2 separate regions of the Sus scrofa genome follow, and region 2 is linked to region 1. A link is a contact called in public HiChIP or PLAC-seq data. All regions are on one chromosome and are shown on one strand. Each heading gives the region's core, a stretch centred on a gene start, on an enhancer-like site or on the middle of the called end of the contact. The rest is flanking DNA. Distances are from core to core; before and after follow the strand shown.

Region 1 (2,700 bases), core at 25-2,524:
GGCAGAGGCAAGAGGGATGATGAAATTCTCCGGCCTCTCCTTTTCTCCACCTTCCACTCTCGCTCCAACACCTCTCTTGGGCCATATCCAGCCATTAGCCAACTGACCCAGGATTCTATAAAACTTGGCCTATGAGAATCGGCTCCCAGCTAAACAGAGCGGAAGGCAAGGCTGAGACCGGCCCAGGATCAGGACCACTGGCATTGGAACACAATGCCTGTAACATGGTTTTACTGCAGCACCTATGCAGTGCTTTGCAACCTGAGAGCTCCGTATGATGCATTATAATATCTTTTATACCCAGAGCCTGGAACAGGACTACACCTAAGTTTTCAATGTTTGAGGTATACAGAATGGCTGGCTGGCTGGCTGGCTGGCTGGCTGGCTGGATGACGGTTTCTTTTGACCAATCCCTTCTCTGGTGTGCTCTAGCTTTGAGGAATTGCTCTCTACCAGCTTTCCTTTTCAGCTTCTCATCACCCCGTTTTGGTGCTAAGATTACTTTCAGCCTGGCCTTTGCAACATTTGAAGGCCAGGTGGATGTTGTGACTATAATTAGACTCATGGTCAATCACACGAACTCACCAGTGAGTTTATCCTTCGTTGTGCTTCCCCAGGAAGGTGGGCCACCTCTTCCCAGGGTGCTGCCAGGCCCAGCCTCTTCTTGAGGAGCTGCCCAAGAAGAGGAGTAAATCGTTTCTAAGAGTCAGATATTTCTGTCTGTTCGGTTAGGGTCACCCTGCCCTCACCGGGCTGGTATTTAGGTGGTTTGGGACACATCATCAGAGTCGTCACATTTCCTTTCGGCAGAGCGGAGGAGGAAGTGGAATGCCACAAACAGAACTGACTGGTGACTTTCCCATGGGTGCCGGAGGACTGAGAAGTAACGCCCCGCTTGTCACCAGGTTGGGGAAGAGACGCCCTGGAGCTCACAGATAGGCCACCTGGTATCAGAAACGTCTAAGGTTCCAGGGTCCTTGAGGACTTTCAGTGCTGGGACATAGAAAACCAAGCTCCGCTTGAGAAAACTTCCCTCCTCCACGTGTCAAGTGGAGTCAGTTTCTAGTCTCTGATAAAGAACAAAAAGGTGTATGTATAGGTGACGGGCATTGTTTGGCTACCCAGTTTCAAGTTTTCAGTTGACCAGGGGGCCCTGGACCGCCACAGGACGGAAATCTGTCCAGTCAGCTGTCTCATTTAGCAGAGACTAAAGCATTTGCAACTTGCCTCTCATGTTCAGTCTGGAAAATCGCTGCTCTAAAACAGGTAAGACATGATGACTAGGAAGGGTACTTGCTGTTTTGTTCTGGATACTTCATTTTCCACGGTATTTGCAGCTGAATCGTCAGGAGGCCAGGTGGTGCCCTTGAAAAAGCAGGAGTCTGTTGGAAACGTTGGTGTCTGAGATGTGGGGATCCCAGCTTCTCTGAGGACCCGCTCTGTGATGCTGGACAGGTCAGGGTAACCCTCTGGGACCCCCACGTTCTCATTTGAAAACCAAGGATTACAGTGTCTGTTTCATCCCTGAAGCGTGGTAAAGATCACATGACATGTCTGTGTGAGGACTCTGAAGATGGACAAGTGTAACATATTACAAAAAGTTCTCTGCGTGGACACAAGGCAGCAGAAACGGTACCTTTGATGTTTAATTAATACTGAAAATCTTCCATTACATTTATTTAGCTGTAATTGGGAAGGAGGAGGGCCAGAGTAATTTTCAAAGGGACTTTTTTGAGCTCTAAAAATAGCACTCAGAAAACACATGTTTGATTTTCCTTTTGGTGTCAAACCGCAGTGCCATTGTTATTAGCAGTTTTACAGAATTGTGACCTTCAAACTTGGTGAGAGCAAAGACTGAAAGAAAGCTTCTAGCCTTAAACCCTTTCAAACAGGCTTTTCAAATTAAAGCACTTTTATTTTGAATTAAGAGCGAATAGAATCGTCCCCTTAAATGAGGACTTGCAAGTTTAAAAAGTTGTCTTCCAGGTGGGCTGCAGTAAATGAAGGTGCTGGGAGGGCACTGAAAGCCCTTTTGGGGGTAAACCAGGGGGATTTCTTATAAGGGTTCATTTAACACTCTGCGCCATTAAAGAAGAAATCCAGAACTTAGATTTTCTCTAACTATATGTAAGCTGATTAGTGTATACATCTAGGATCATAATTTACTTTCAGTTTACTGAATTTGTGAATTTTTGCATTCGTTTTAATTTGTAATTAAGTTTTCTCCATGAAGCACACCATATGCCGGCATTAATTCTTTCTAGTTGATTTCTTAGGAGATACATGAGTGCATATTCTGCTGCGATTTTTGAGGTCTTTTGAAAATCAAATGACTACGTGTTTAGCCATATGGGCCTTTGTTATTTAAAATAGCATGTGATAAAGTAAGAGAAAGCAAAATGCAAAAGGACGTGTTATGGGGAAAAAAATCACTGGAAAACTGTTGAAAACATTGTTTTAAACACACACTTTTCAATGCAGGGGGAGCGTTATATTTTTGAAACCTCTGTTTCCGGACCCCGCACTCTCTCTTACCGTCTGTGAACGTACAATATCACAAGTGCACAGGGAGAAACCACGGAAACCAGTTACTGCCCCACGCTTTTTACACGGGCTGCAGATAATCATATCCGCCTTCCATGAGTTCAGTTGTCGCCAATGTTTTCCTTTTAAACGTCTTAGCCCGGGCTTTGGCGTTAA
Region 2 (2,700 bases), core at 168-2,667, 83 kb before region 1:
AACTTAACCAGGGAACATGTGAATCTGAATGCTGCAAGGGGTGGACTGTAGTGTATGCTTTTGGTACTTTGCCCAAACCCTCTCAGACCCCCTTTACTTGTTCACCGTCCCCATCCTCTAGCTTCCGGGTGCTTCTCTCCTAATGGCTCACACCTCCAGCCTTCAAAGAACTACCCTTAATCTATTAGAGTCCCTTCACCTAGACTCACCCTGGAAGTGTTGGGTGTTCAGGAAGGCCCATCGCCAGGGGCTGGTAAGAGCAGGGGTGTAAAAACCCAGCTCCCTTGCTTCAGGGCCGAGCAACTCTCTGTGTAATTTGTGCCCCACAGCTGCCTCTGGATCAAGCTGAGGCTGGAACTTGACCTTACATTCCTGCCTTGCTTGCCTTATCCTCCTGCCCTATTCTGCTTCCCTTATTTGTGTCTTCTGGAAGCTTGTCCTTAATAAATTACTTGCACAATCAAGAATCAAGACAAAACAAGACAGTTTCCTAATAGCAAATAAACTCTCTGTGCACAGGCCCTGTTTGGGGGGGGGAAATCTTTTAATCTCCCACAATACGTAGCCCACCATGGGATACACACAACAAGTTGATCTGGATTTTGGCAAATTCTTTGGTTTAGATTCTCTTCCTTTAGTAAGAATCTGAGAACCCTAAGTTGCAACTCCCTTGCTACATTACAGACTGGGACATCTGTAAATTATCGATGATAAATCAGTGTAAACTCTATGTGCCAGGTTTTCTGGACAACCTCGATTTCAGCTTCTCCATCTCCTTGTCAGACCATTTCCAGACAGCGTGTCCCAGTTGGTGTGTTGGTTGGATGGCAAAGGACGGGACGATGTGCTAGCCAAGAGGCAGCTGACGGAGGACACTTAACTATTTAAAAAAAAAGCAGGGACCTTGAAGTTAAGCAAGACTGGACATCAAATTCTGGCTCCACGCCAACCGGTTCTCCGACCGTAGCCACATTTTATTCATGTTCAAATGAAGGTACTAGCTCCTGCTTCACAGCACAGAAAATGAGTTCATGTATGCCAAGTGCTTAACATTGCTCCTCGACCTAGTAAAGCTCAAAAAAGGGTTCCTTTCAGAAGGCGGATAAAGGTCCTCAGCGGAGTTTGGGGACGTCACTGTCCTTACACAGCCAGTCCCGGGAGAGGCAATGCCGAAGTGTTTCCGTTCATTTCTCCTCTGCGGGCACAGGACACAAGCCAAATGAAGAGAGGACGTCTTCCCGGCCGGAAGGGTCGACCTCAAAGGAGGACGGCCCGGGCCCTGGGCCACCATGTAGCTCCTCGCCCGCCGCTCCGACCCTCCCCCACTTCCCTCCGGGCTGGGCTGAAGTAGGTGAAGGGTGGAAGCCTAGAGACTGCGCCGCGGAGGCGGAAGGCCGCCGCCGGTTTCCTAGCAACGGCCGCCCCGCCCCATCCCACCCTGCGTGGCGCGGCGGCGCCGGGAAGCGGGGGGCGGGCCGCCGTTGCTATGGTAGCGCGTCCGCCCCGCCGGACGCCGGCGGAACCTGCAGGAAGCTAGGGCTCTGGGCCCCGCGTGAGCTGCGGGGCGACCTTCCCCCACCCCACCGCCAGCTCCAGCTTCGGTCCGGCGGGGACCTGCGCCATCTGTAAGCGTGGCCGCCGGGCTGCAAGGCCGCTTGGTCCCCACTCGCTTCCCAGCCGCCTGGGCCAGCTAACGGCCTGGCTGTCTCGTGAGGACAGAGTTGGTCATCCGGGCCAGGTCTAGGCTGAATTAACTGTTTTGGAATTTCATTGGACCTTTTTTCCTCTACCGTTGCAAGAGACACGTACATGTGTGTACACACACACACACACACACACCCAGGGTCCCGTTCTTTTCTATCAAGTGTTTCACCTGAAGGATCTTTAATCTTGGAAAGAGAATATGCAGAAAACAGAGCGGCTTCCAAAATTAGCCTTTTAAAACGACACTACAAATAAGTATCATATTTCATGAGGCCCATTTTTAAACTGAAAATGCCCATGGCTGGAAGGGTATTCTGGATTCTGGACTTGAATTTGCATTCTTCTGAATTCCTCTCTGCAATGATCTGCGTTTGGGCAATTCAGTTGTGGGGTATTAAATTTAAACGTATTCGCCTCTAGCTAGTGTTGTGTGTTCTGATTGCTCTGTTAAAGGACCCACTCACAGAAACAAAGCCACATGCTTCTCAGTCATCCTCCGGCTCGGCTAGAGAGTATTTTTAAAAGGGGCGGAGTCAGCCACGTGTTTGTGAGTTTAATCAAATTGACAAGGGCTCTGAGCGAGAAAAGCTTGCTATCTAATGGCAAGACAGCGTTAGGTACATAGAGATGTGTTCTTTTTGGACTTATTTGAATTAGAGCTTTTCAAACAGAATCTTCTCTTGCATATATTTTTCTCGATATGCTGCAACTGGAAAATTTAAATCAAAAATCCTATTTCGTATATTCATTTTTATGGTAAATGTGTCTAGGCTGAGATTACGCATTTTCCTGATCAACGAGGAAATGCGCCGCAATCACTGTGAATTGAGCACCTTGCTGATTGAGCAACACTTGAACCTGGAGGCAAGAACGATCATAATCTCAGAATGAGAATCCTCCACAGTATATTTCACAAGCGTATTCACAGCTAACCTTTTTCTACCCTAAAGGATCATTCACTTGGAACTTTTTTATTTTGCATTTTGCCGGAATGCT

What was found. HiChIP or PLAC-seq counts read pairs in DNA pulled down with a chosen protein or histone mark.
Region 2: a contact with region 1 is called in an H3K27ac HiChIP or PLAC-seq map of skeletal muscle. The contact joins the enhancer-like site here to the promoter of LOC106504536 in region 1. A contact is called at or near these places in 1 of 5 promoter capture datasets (liver), 15 of 47 Hi-C or Micro-C datasets (alveolar macrophages, blood, embryonic fibroblasts and 7 more) and 2 of 2 datasets of contacts at active chromatin or transcription factors (alveolar macrophages and skeletal muscle).

Annotation. Positions count from the first base shown.
Region 1 is chr7:111,452,089-111,454,788 of Sscrofa11.1, reverse strand. LOC106504536 reads left to right here and starts at 1,274. Exons shown (of 2, transcript XM_021099995.1): 1 at 1,274-2,700. The coding sequence starts at 2,640. It also overlaps a transcript of FOXN3 not described here.
Region 2 is chr7:111,535,273-111,537,972 of Sscrofa11.1, reverse strand. No RefSeq gene overlaps it. Among named protein-coding and RNA genes, the nearest start is that of FOXN3, 200 kb to the right of the region's middle. Within about 2 kb of position 1,417, at least 76 of the 83 cell types and tissues checked have an H3K27ac peak or open chromatin away from gene starts, as enhancers often do. A contact at or near this core is called in alveolar macrophages, embryonic fibroblasts, liver and 4 more, where this site is marked.